Linked DNA regions of Mus musculus: region 1 is linked to region 2. Evidence: chromatin contacts called from public HiChIP or PLAC-seq data. All regions are on one chromosome and are shown on one strand. The core of a region is the stretch at or near the end of the contact, and the rest is flanking DNA. Distances in the headings are between cores, read along the strand shown.

Evidence for each region. HiChIP or PLAC-seq counts read pairs in DNA pulled down with a chosen protein or histone mark.
Region 1: an H3K4me3 HiChIP or PLAC-seq map of embryonic stem cells shows a contact between it and region 2, with 25 read pairs. The contact joins two enhancer-like sites. A contact is called at or near these places in 3 of 39 promoter capture datasets (the HPC-7 cell line, cranial neural crest and pre-B cells), 3 of 15 datasets of contacts at CTCF or cohesin (the NIH/3T3 cell line, large pre-B cells and pro-B cells), 27 of 484 Hi-C or Micro-C datasets (B cells, the BV-2 cell line, CD4 T cells and 11 more), 9 of 115 datasets of contacts at active chromatin or transcription factors (embryonic basal ganglia, embryonic stem cells, large pre-B cells and 1 more) and 1 of 9 other capture datasets (embryonic stem cells).

What each region holds. Positions count from the first base shown.
Region 1 is chr2:129,252,507-129,257,857 of GRCm38.p6, forward strand. No RefSeq gene overlaps it. Among named protein-coding and RNA genes, the nearest start is that of A730036I17Rik, 36 kb to the left of the region's middle. Within about 2 kb of position 1,280, at least 19 of the 459 cell types and tissues checked have an H3K27ac peak or open chromatin away from gene starts, as enhancers often do. A contact at or near this core is called in embryonic stem cells, where this site is marked.
Region 2 is chr2:128,889,771-128,895,000 of GRCm38.p6, forward strand. Fbln7 (fibulin 7) reads left to right here. Exons shown (of 8, transcript NM_024237.4): 4 at 1-56; 5 at 2,673-2,813; 6 at 3,997-4,134; 7 at 4,996-5,134. Among named protein-coding and RNA genes, the nearest start is that of Fbln7, 28 kb to the left of the region's middle. Within about 2 kb of position 2,746, at least 19 of the 459 cell types and tissues checked have an H3K27ac peak or open chromatin away from gene starts, as enhancers often do. A contact at or near this core is called in embryonic stem cells, where this site is marked.

The DNA of each region.
Region 1 (5,351 bases), core at 30-2,529, 360 kb after region 2:
ATTGCCACATGTACCAATTCTCACTCTTACACGCATGCGTAGGCACACACTCCCATTCTGCCCACCTATATACATACTCAGACATATCCACCTACTCCACATGCTAAGACATGTGAAATCACGCATCCTAGCACACATGTGGAGAAACCCTGGGCCCAGCTGAGGATTTACTCTTTATCATTTTTGCAGTTACAAGGGCATTCTGCCCTCCTACTGGGTCCCTACCAGCAGGGTCTTGGATGCTGGATTTTGGGGGTTGGGGTGGGGGTGGGGAGGATCGAGTGAAAGGCAAACAGGCACTTGTCAACCTGGATCTTGCTTGGCCCTTCTGAAGCATACAAGTCCCTAGCCTATGAGAGACTCTTGTGTTCAGTCGATGCTGGAATGGCTGGTGAGCACTGGGTATCCGCATGACACACTATGTGACACACACTACGACACACTATGACCCCATCTTCCCTGCCAGGTGCAGGAGCTCTACTGAGTGGAAGGCTGTGGCTACTCTGGAACCCTAATCAACAACTCCCAGACTCTTTCCCCAGAGGACTGGTGTTTGACTCACTCTGTGGGAATCTGCTGAATGTGTGCTCTCGTGGAAATGGGCCACTGGATGTCCATGGTTTCATCTTCCTTTTGGAGTAAAGGCTCAAGAGGCAGAGGTAGAAGGCGCGACAGAGGGGAGGCAGCTGGAGGCAGGAGGGACTGAGAGGAGAGTGGCTTTGGCTATCTGAATAGACACCACAAGACAAATGCTAGCCGGACAGAATAGCGGTGGGGAAGAATAGTCAAGGTCTATAGGCCTGTAGGAGGCTGAGAGGGGGCTGTGTGTGCGTGAGCGCATGCGTGCACATGCGCATGCGCTCCTCCCACGTCACGGAGAGACACGGAGCTTCTACCCCAGCAGGTTCATTCAGAGGGTCACCTTTTCTTGCTTCCGTGTGCTCAATGTGCTCTTCCACCTGCCGGGAGAGGGAGGGCAAGCTGGGGACGGAGGCAGTCCTCAAGGGCCTGGCTCTGGCCTGGTAGACTGCTGACTGTCTAGATTCTCCCTCCCAGAGACCTCTGGGCCTGTCTGGGGGGGGGGGGGGACTGCAGCTGTTCCCATAATATCAAGTGTGTCCTGCCTTACCTATCCAGAGCTGGAGGGGCTTTAGGAGCTCTGGAGGAAGGCCTCCACTGCAGGGTAACCCGTAACCTTGCTGACCCCAAGGGTGGCTCTCAGCACAGGGTGAATTTCTTCCCCAGATGTCTGGGTCTTAAGCCCAGGCTGCCCCCAGTGAGGCTAGAGGGGTCACGTGGTATAGAGAGGTCATGTGGTGTTGCCTCAGTGTCAGGAGCCAACAAGCTTATAACTAGCAGGTGATCTTCCTGAGATGAGTCTGCTTTGGATTAATAAATAATCTATGACAGATTTGCTCCAATAGGCAAGGCCCAGGGGAAAACCATTTTAGGAAAGATTCCTGCTATTAATATGCTTTTCCTGGTATTATTAAGCATGTATAACAGCACTAGGAATTAGCCCACCCTTTTGAGCAGATCTCTGCAGAACAATGAAGATAAACTGTCTTGTAGTGATGCTATATAGACAAATAGATGACTTCTTAATTCTGAATGACGATCCTATAAGAATTCCTAAAATTATATCAGTATTTATTAAGCTCTTTTATAGTGGGGCTGCTATTAGGTCCTTTTCTGATAGTCAAAACGGCAGTGAGAACTCTGCTGGTCTTTAGTGTCACTTCTGATAGTAAGCAGGCACTCTACTCCTCAGAGCATGTTCCAAGAGGCTATAAAAGCATTAACCAAAGGTCATAAAAAGGGAACTGATGATTTATTATAGGTGTTAGGACAGAAGATAAAATATTGGCTGGGTTTATCTATACAAAACTTCACTAATAAGTTAGCTATGATTTTTAACTCTCCATGACCCTGTGGAGCTGTGACAGGTGATGAAGGTTTAGTGGGATAATTACTCCTAATGGATCTGCGTGTAAACGTTCGCTGTTGTAAGCTCCTTATTTGACTTATGATTTGAATATGTGTGAACTTGTGATGAACTTAAGAAAGTTTTTTTTTTTTTTTTTTTTTCGAGACAGGGTTTCTCTGTGTAGCCCTGGCTGTCTTGGAACTCACTTTGTAGACCAGGCTGGCCTCGAACTCAGAAATCCGCCTGCCTCTGCCTCCCAAGTGCTGGGATTAAAGGCGTGCGCCACCACCGCCCAGCTGTGATGAACTTTTAACCATGTGATCATGTATTCTATAGGTGTTGAGGACAAGGAGCAGAGCACGGATTTCCCTTGTCCCAGGTAGGATCACTGTGATCATTCCCCTTTCCCTTTTCTTAGAGAGCGTCCCTAGGAAACTTTTTTATTTATTTATTTATTTATTTATTTATTATATGTAAGTATACTGTAGCTGTCTTCAGACACTCCAGAAGAGGGAGTCAGATCGCCTTATGGATGGTTGTGAGCCACCACGTGGTTGCTGGGACTTGAACTCAGGACCTTCAGAAGATCAGTCGGGTGCTCTTACACGCTGAGCCATCTCACCAGCCCCCTAGGAAACTTTTTACAACTTAGAAATAAATGCTACATTCACTTTTCAAAGTGTTTCTTTTTCTTCCTGCGACTTCAACTAGCAGGCTGAAAGTTAGAGCCACACAGTTCCTGCTGAGATAGAATAAAGGCCACATTACTGAACCCCCCCTGCTGTTAGGCTACAGGTGTTACTTGCTTAAGCCAGCAGCTTTTAGCACTCAGAATGAGCAAGAAAGTTTTTAGGACTTTTTAGAAATTATCCTCACATTCAGTATAATTAGAGAACTACCGCATCTGGAGACCATCAGTCTTTAAGGCCACACCAGAGTTCTACTTGTTTCAACCCACTCCAGGCCATGAGGCTCTCCTCAGGGCTGGTGGACACTTCCACCCCCCCTCAGCTGTTGACTCTGTTTTGGTGTGATACTGGCTATCATCACGGGAACCTCTTTGTGTCCTTTTGAAGCCTCTTCCAAGATGCAGCTGATGTCATGTCCATCTGTCAGCGAGGGGCTGGAATCCCAGGATCCCTGATCTGTCTGTTGGTGTTCCTGAGCAAACCACAGACCTCCAGTCACCATAGACCTTACCCCATTTTCTGCTGAGGATTTTGGTCCATGCTTTCTAGGCCAACACCCAACACCCATGCCTTGGACATAAACATGCAGGCATGTGGGTATGCATGCAGGTATATGTGTGCACGCTTACGTACATGCAGGACAATATACTGTCTTCTGCAGGGCTGTCTTAAAGAAACACTTTGAAGGACTTGGAGAAATATGTGGAGAAAGATATGAGTGGCCATAGATCACAGATTCTGATTGGCTCATCCCTGTTTCCCAGGTAGCAGGCAGCCAGGCCCCTCCCTGTTCATCTCCCTCAAGGCTTACACAGACCTCTGGCTTTCTTCTATGGAACCTAGGTTGTAGGTGACACCCAGGGCTTGAAAGCCATGAAAGACAAGTTAGCAGACCCCTGGGAGGCCCAGAGCTGGGAGGTTGGGAAATCAGTACCTTGCCTTAGGCAGGCATCCCCATCTTGCTGGGTAAGATGGATGTAGTTGGGAAAGTGCTTTGGGCCAACAAACTACAGCTGTACTGACGTTTGAGTGTGTGCACAGAAGGGAGGGGCCCTGGTTTCCTTTATGGCCCCAGGGGACCCTGAGACACTCAGAGGGGAGGAACAAAGGCCTTTTTACCCCCATCACCCTGCATCTTGGGTTCTAATTTCTTGGTCTTTCAACTCCAATTTTCCTACCATCTTGTGCCCGAGGGCCCAGAATAGGGGATGATGTAGTGAAGGCGGAGGGAGGCTGGATGCCCTCCGGCCTAGCATAGCCATGACCCTAGATCCCTGTCCCTCCCAGGCCATCACAACTTACTTGCTTGCTGTCTCGAGTTTGAGGAGCCAGGGTACAGGGGTGTGTATGTGGAAAGAGCAGGAGGGCTGGCCTCTCCTGGTCCAAGCTTTGTCTGAGGAAGAGGTCTATGAATCGTCATTTCTTGTGGGAAAGCCTCCCTGGAGTCTCTGAGTGGATGGGGCCGGACCACTTACATCCTCCTGTTAAGAGACAGTAATGTATTTGAGGGGGACTTGGGGGCATGGGGTGGGTAAGCTAAGTGACTGGCAGGTCCAGGAGATCAAAGGACAGGGTGGGTGGTGACGGTGGTCCTGTTCCATGTCCTTGGGGCTCTTCACTGTGTGTAGCTCTGGAGGCTTGCCTGAGAGTTCACATGAAGGGACCCCTCCCCCACTCCCCCAATTACCATTGGTCATTTACTGTCTGGCTTGGCTGGGGGTGCTGTGGATAGAAACATCCTGGTTCCTTGGCCCAGGGATGTCTCACTAGACTCTCACTAGGTAGGCAGGCAGCAGCCAGCTCACTTCTTGGACTGTATGCCCATGTATACTTCCACATTTCTGCACCCTGCCCCACAGGTAGAGGCCCACAATTTGGAGGTCCTACTTTGCCCTGATTGTGGTAAACACACAAAAGCCCCTCTTCCTTCCCTTCCCTGCCTGCCTGCCTTCCTTCCTTCCTTCCTTCCTTCCTTCCTTCCTTCCTTCCTTCCTTCCTTCCTCCTTCCCTTCCTCCTTTCCCTCTTTCTTTCTTTCCTCTTTCTTTCAGAAGAGACAGTCCTGAGGCAGGTGGACATAGTAAGGGCAGTTGTTGATGTCCTGTGTTTCATGGATGGGAGGCTCCCTGACCCTAGATTTTACCTTACCTATGGCTGCTGCTGGCTCTACTAGCTTGCCTGTCCCTGGAGACAGGGATCTACTTTTGGGCCTGGTGACCCTTCCTCATCACTGCCACACTAGTCTTACCACATAGACCTCCCCACCCTCCCTGACCAGGGATGGCATGGTTCTCTTGGCTCAGGGCTCTCTCAGCCCCTCCAGGACTCCAGAAAGCTCCATGTGGGTAAATACACTGGTCCCCACCATCCCTGTGCTGTCAATTCCAGAGGTGCCAGCTCCAGCTACTGCCTATGCCATCAACACCCCATGGCTTCCACCCTGGGGCAGAACGGTGAGCCAGTATTCAGTCATTCTTTGTTGAGGTAGACTCATCAGACAAGGTATGTGAGTTTCTCAGAGTTTGTCTCGTGTGTGTGTGTGTGTGTGTGTGTGTGTGTGTGTGTGTGTGTGTGTGTGTAGGCATTCTTTATACTAGAGACCTCAAATTTGGGAATATTGCCAAACTTAAGAAGTAGCAGGACTGGAGGACTTGCTTGGGAGTTCCCGAGCTGTCCCAGGAGCTGAGCATCTGGGAGAAAGAGAAGGATGAGCCAGGAGGGTTGCCATGTTTCTGTC
Region 2 (5,230 bases), core at 1,496-3,995:
ATGCATCTGTCCTCCAGGAAAAACTGGGAACCGCTGTCAGCATCAGACCCAGGCTGGTATGTAGCCACTGTGGGACTTGTTGGGGATGCTCCCTTGGGGCTGGTGAGGATACTGGTCATAGTCACCAAAGGTAGATGTGGCGGGAACTCTGTGCCTCTCATAGGCTCAAGCTTTTCCTCTCTGGTTCCCGCCCACAGGCTGGTCCCTCTAGGACCCTAAAGCTTTTTTTTTTTTTTTTTTTTTTTTAATAACTAGAGTTTTGAACCTTCTTTTGGAGAGACTGACTCCAACTTAACATTCTGCAGATTAGGGGGATGGCCAGGGAAGATGTACTGGGGTACCTTTGTCTGGTTGGTGCCTCGTCTGCCAGGATAATCACTTTTCCTTCCAATGTTCCCATTGCACCCTGCAAAGTCAGCAGTATGAGGTGTTTTAAGATACGAATGAGCAGACATTTGATTAGTGAGTCCCAGCACGTGGCAAGAAAACCCTGTGAGAAGAAACTTATGAAGGGTGGGTTGGGGGCTTCCCACTATTCCCCGGCCAAGAAATTCAACCCTAATGATGCCTGGCTATCTTTATTTCTGGGTAGACTCTTTGTGGGGGAAGGACGTTGGTGGATAGTGTAAGATCCAGGGAGTAAGAGCTGACACGCTCTTGGGGCTGGAGATGTAGCTCACTTTGTAGGTGCTTACCTCCCATGTAGGAAGCCGTGCATCTGGTTTCTAGCATTACATAATGTTGGGCATAATGATGTGCATCTATGATCCCAGCACCTGGGAAGGAGAATCGGATATTTAAGGGCATCCTTGGCTTCATAGCAGAGTCTGAACCCCAGCCAGGAACACAAGAGACCCTGCCCCAAATAAAATAAAACAAAACCTCTTTACAGCCTCTGTAGCAGTCAGCCCCAGGTCAGGTGCACCCGCAATCTTGCTGTTCACTGTGTCTTGACAAAGTGGGACTGGCTTGCCAAATCCTTTCTCACAAGGAAACTGCCCCCAAAGGCTCCCTACAGCTCTGCTGTCTGGAGTTACCTTCTGTTTAAACAGTACGGAGGCAGGGCTTTCCTGGAAGCCCCCTGTGGCTTCCACAGGTACTGCAGTGGGACCTTTGGGTCATTGCTCCTTGGGTCCTGGGATCATTTTATGAAGTATACCCAAGACTGGAGTCTTCTCTAGGAATGGAAGTAAGGAGTGAACAGGTACGCACTAAGAAATGTCCCAGCCGGCTTACCTAGAACCTTTTTCCCCATTAGCTGGATAATGCCTCTCTCCCAGTATCCTGTAAGCCTCTTCCAATATTTTTTTCTAATTGTGTGTGTGTGTGTGTGTGTGTGTGTGTGTATTTGTGCACTTGACTGCAGTACCTGTGGAAGCCACAAGGGGGCTTCTGATCCCCTGGAAGTGGAGTTATAGGCATTTATGAGCATCTGGATGTTGGTGCTCAGACTCAAATTCAAGTCCTTTGAAACAGTAGTTCTGGCTCTTAACCACTGAGCTGCCTCTTCAGTCCTCACTATTATTATTTTAAGACTGAGGCTGGCTTTGCTGCCTCAGGCTGGCCTTGAACTGGATTCAAGTGATCCTGCCTTGGCCTTGAGAATCACTACAAGAATTATTATTATTATTTTTTTAATCCATTAACCAGAGCTGGAGAGATGCTCAGAGGTTAAGAGCACTTACTGTTCTTGCAGAGGTAGGCAAGGGTTCCCAGCAACCACAAGGTCGCTCAAGGTCACCTTTAACTCTCCAGTTCCAGGGAGACAAAGAAATCCTCTCTTGGCCTCCAAGGGCATCAGGCTATACATATACATCAGGCTATACATATACATACATACATACATACATACATACATACATACATACATATATTCAGGCACACACAAAACCTTTTTAAAAACCCATCAGGCTGTGGTGGTGTACACCTTTAAACCCAGCACTTAGGAGGCAGAGGCAGGTGGATCCCCAAGTTCCAGGCCAGCCTGGTCTACAGAGTGAGTTCCAGGCCAGCCCAAGGCTACACACAGAAACCCTGTCTCATAAAAAAATAATAATAAAAATAAATAAATAAATAAAATAAAAATATTCTTTAATCCCAGCACTCGGAAAGCAAAGTAAGGTAGAGGCCCATCTGGTTGTCTGGTCTACACAGTGAGTTCCAGGATAGCCAGGATTATGATTTTGTTTGTTTGTTTGCTTTTAATCCGTTTACCTTATTTTTACTGTGTTTGGGAAACTAATTTCTGGTTTTGCAAAGACATAAAAACTGTAATAACAACTACCTTGAAGACATTGAAGCTTGTATACACACACACACACACACACACACACACACACACACACACACACACACACAAGCACGTGCTTGCATCCCGAATCGAAAAAGTGGAGGCTCAGAGTTTTAAACTCTAATGCTCACTGCATTGTGGGCGTTGTACAAGATTCTCAAAATGAACCTCAGACTTGACACTGCAATATGCCTGACTGTTCTGCCTTTACATTCCAATCTCATGGATCCGGTCCCGGTCGCAGTCGCTCGGTGTAAGTTAATCACTTGACATTCCTTCCCTGCTGTAGAGTACGCCCTGGGAGATAGGGTTTCGCGGGTTGTGGGGCGCACGGCAGGTGCCAGGGGTCGGGTGCTGAGGCGAGCCTGTCCTCTTCCCGCAGCGGCCCCAGATGGCGGCGAGGCCGGTGACCCCGCCTTCAGCCGCGCACCCCGCTGCGCGCAGGTGGAGCGGGAACAGCATTGCAGCTGCGAGGCGGGATTCCACCTGAGCAGCACCACGGGCGGCCACAGCGTCTGCCAGGGTAGGCTCGGGCTACGGGGGGGGGGGGGGGGGGGGAGCGGGACCACACCCGTGGGAGGAGACCCCAGTCCTGGGACAGAGCGCGAGGTTGGGACAAAAGGGCCTTTCTGGGCGTGGTCTCAGTGAGACCTGTGATTTGCCTTTTAGGTAAGGGTTACCCGGATGATCGAAATGAACAGGTAGACTTCAGAGGTGTTCTGGAGAAAAAAGTATCTATCTGTTCGACCATCTTCCTACAGTTGGGCTCTTGTAAGGTGCACCAGGGCCTTCTCTGAGACGTTATAGACAACACATGGAGTGTTGAGGGTATGCATCCAGTCTCTAGCATGCACATTAGTCCAATCCCATCATCGTTTAAACCTGGAGTGATATGGATGTAATCCCAACAACACTTGGGAGATGAAGACAGGAGGATCAGGAATTCAAGGTCATCGTCTGCTACTCATGGGGGAGGGTGAGAAGAAAGCAGCCAGGGCGACAGGCTTGTCTTCTGACATAGCTTGGAGCTACTATGCCCAAGAGGAGCCTTTTGCCCTGTCATGTGCACACACACACACACACACACACACACACACACCATACCTCTGGCAAAAACCCTATGAGCTGGTGGCAAGAGAGGGGCTCAGATCATTTATGGCAGCCAGGGCCATGGATATGGGCACAGCCTCCTTCTCTCAGTTTAGCTGACTACAGAGCAGTTCCATCCTGAGATCTGGCCAGTTGGTGCTAAGAAGTTCATTTCACAGCATCAGAAATAAAAACACTCCCCACCCCCTTTTAAAGAGGCATCTCAATATACAGGCCAGGCTGGCCTCAGGTGGAGATCCCTGCTTCGGCCTCTTAAGTGCTGAGATCACAGGTCTGCAGCGCCCCATAGGCTGCAGGGCTCTCTCACTGTTTCTCCATTGCTGAAGATGAGGAGAGCTAAGATGGGGGTCTGAATCTGGTTCTAGTCTCTGAGCCGGGTACCAGACTCACTAACCTTTGTAGAGTTTCCCCATTTACACCGAGAATCCCCTCTGGGGTTTTCCATGTCAGCTCCTCCTTTTAGCCCTCTTGGTCCTAGACTGGGTAGAGGGGTCCTCTGCTCATTGCTGTGTCCAGCCACTCAGTCACAGCTGCCAATGAGTCTGGTTGACAAAGGCTGTGTAGCCTCCTGGAATCATGGGCGCTTTTGTCCCCAGATGTGAATGAGTGTGAGATCTATGGGCAGAAAGGACGCCCCCGGCTCTGCATGCATGCCTGTGTGAACACCCCTGGTTCCTACCGATGTACCTGCCCGAGTGGATACCGGATCCTGGCTGATGGGAAGAGCTGTGAGGGTGAGTGAGACTAGGTAGAGGCAGGTGACCATGAGGCTAGAGGTCACCCTCCACACCTGGTCACCTGCTGCCGCTGTGACCCCTGCTCTCATCCCCGGTCCCCATTCAAGAATGATGAGGTTAAGAGAATCAAAGATCTGAGGACACATTTGATCCTAAAAAGGAAATTAACAAACAGGTCTTCCGAAGACCAGGCTACATATTCTACACAAACAGGTTGGTTGATCACTCAGTGCCTTCTGACCTCATGTGAGTGACGCTTCCTATTCTTCAGCAATGCCTTCAGCCAGACCTGAACCCACAGACCAAGGAGCTAGCCAGACTCCACTTTATTAGAATCTGAAGGAACCTAGGAGGTTTCATGGCCCTGTGTGTCCACGATCTAGTGTCCTTTGATGGGAAAGTTACCTTACAGGCTCTGCCGCCATGACCATGTGTGGTGGCTGTTTGAGGACACCAGAGAAGCAGAGCCACCAGGCTCACGGCTCATAAGGGCCTGACTAGTTGTGACTGGAAGGGTTCATTTACCCACTGAACTGCACCCAGGCTAAAAAGAGAGACCACTGTTCTATTTGCCAAACTCTAGTAAATGCCAGAGTCCTGCAAACAAGAGGGCCTGGGAGCCTGGGCAGATAGTCCAGACCAGTCGATCTTCCAGGAGTGGACTGGAGGGTGGGTTGTTGGTAAAAAAAGAAAAAGAAAGAAAGCACCTGGCTCAGGTTCTACCTCAGTGCTACAAATCCGTGTGGCTCCTGGAACACAGGACTGAAATCTATCTCTTTCTTGTCATGGTGCTAATAGGCACCATTATCAGCAAAGTGAGGAAGAGTCACAGCCTTCGTTGTATCTCCCGCAATACAGATGTTGATGAGTGTGCAGGCCCACAGCACATGTGCCCCCGGGGGACCACATGCATCAACACTGGAGGAGGCTTCCAGTGTGTCAACCCTGAGTGTCCTGAGGGCAGCGGCAATATAAGCTACGTGAAGACATCTCCCTTGTGAGTATATCCAGGGCTGCTCAGCTGGGCGAGCGTGGCACTTACTCAGTGTGGCTGGGCTAGATTCTTCTGATAGGTTCATGGGGGTGGGGGTGG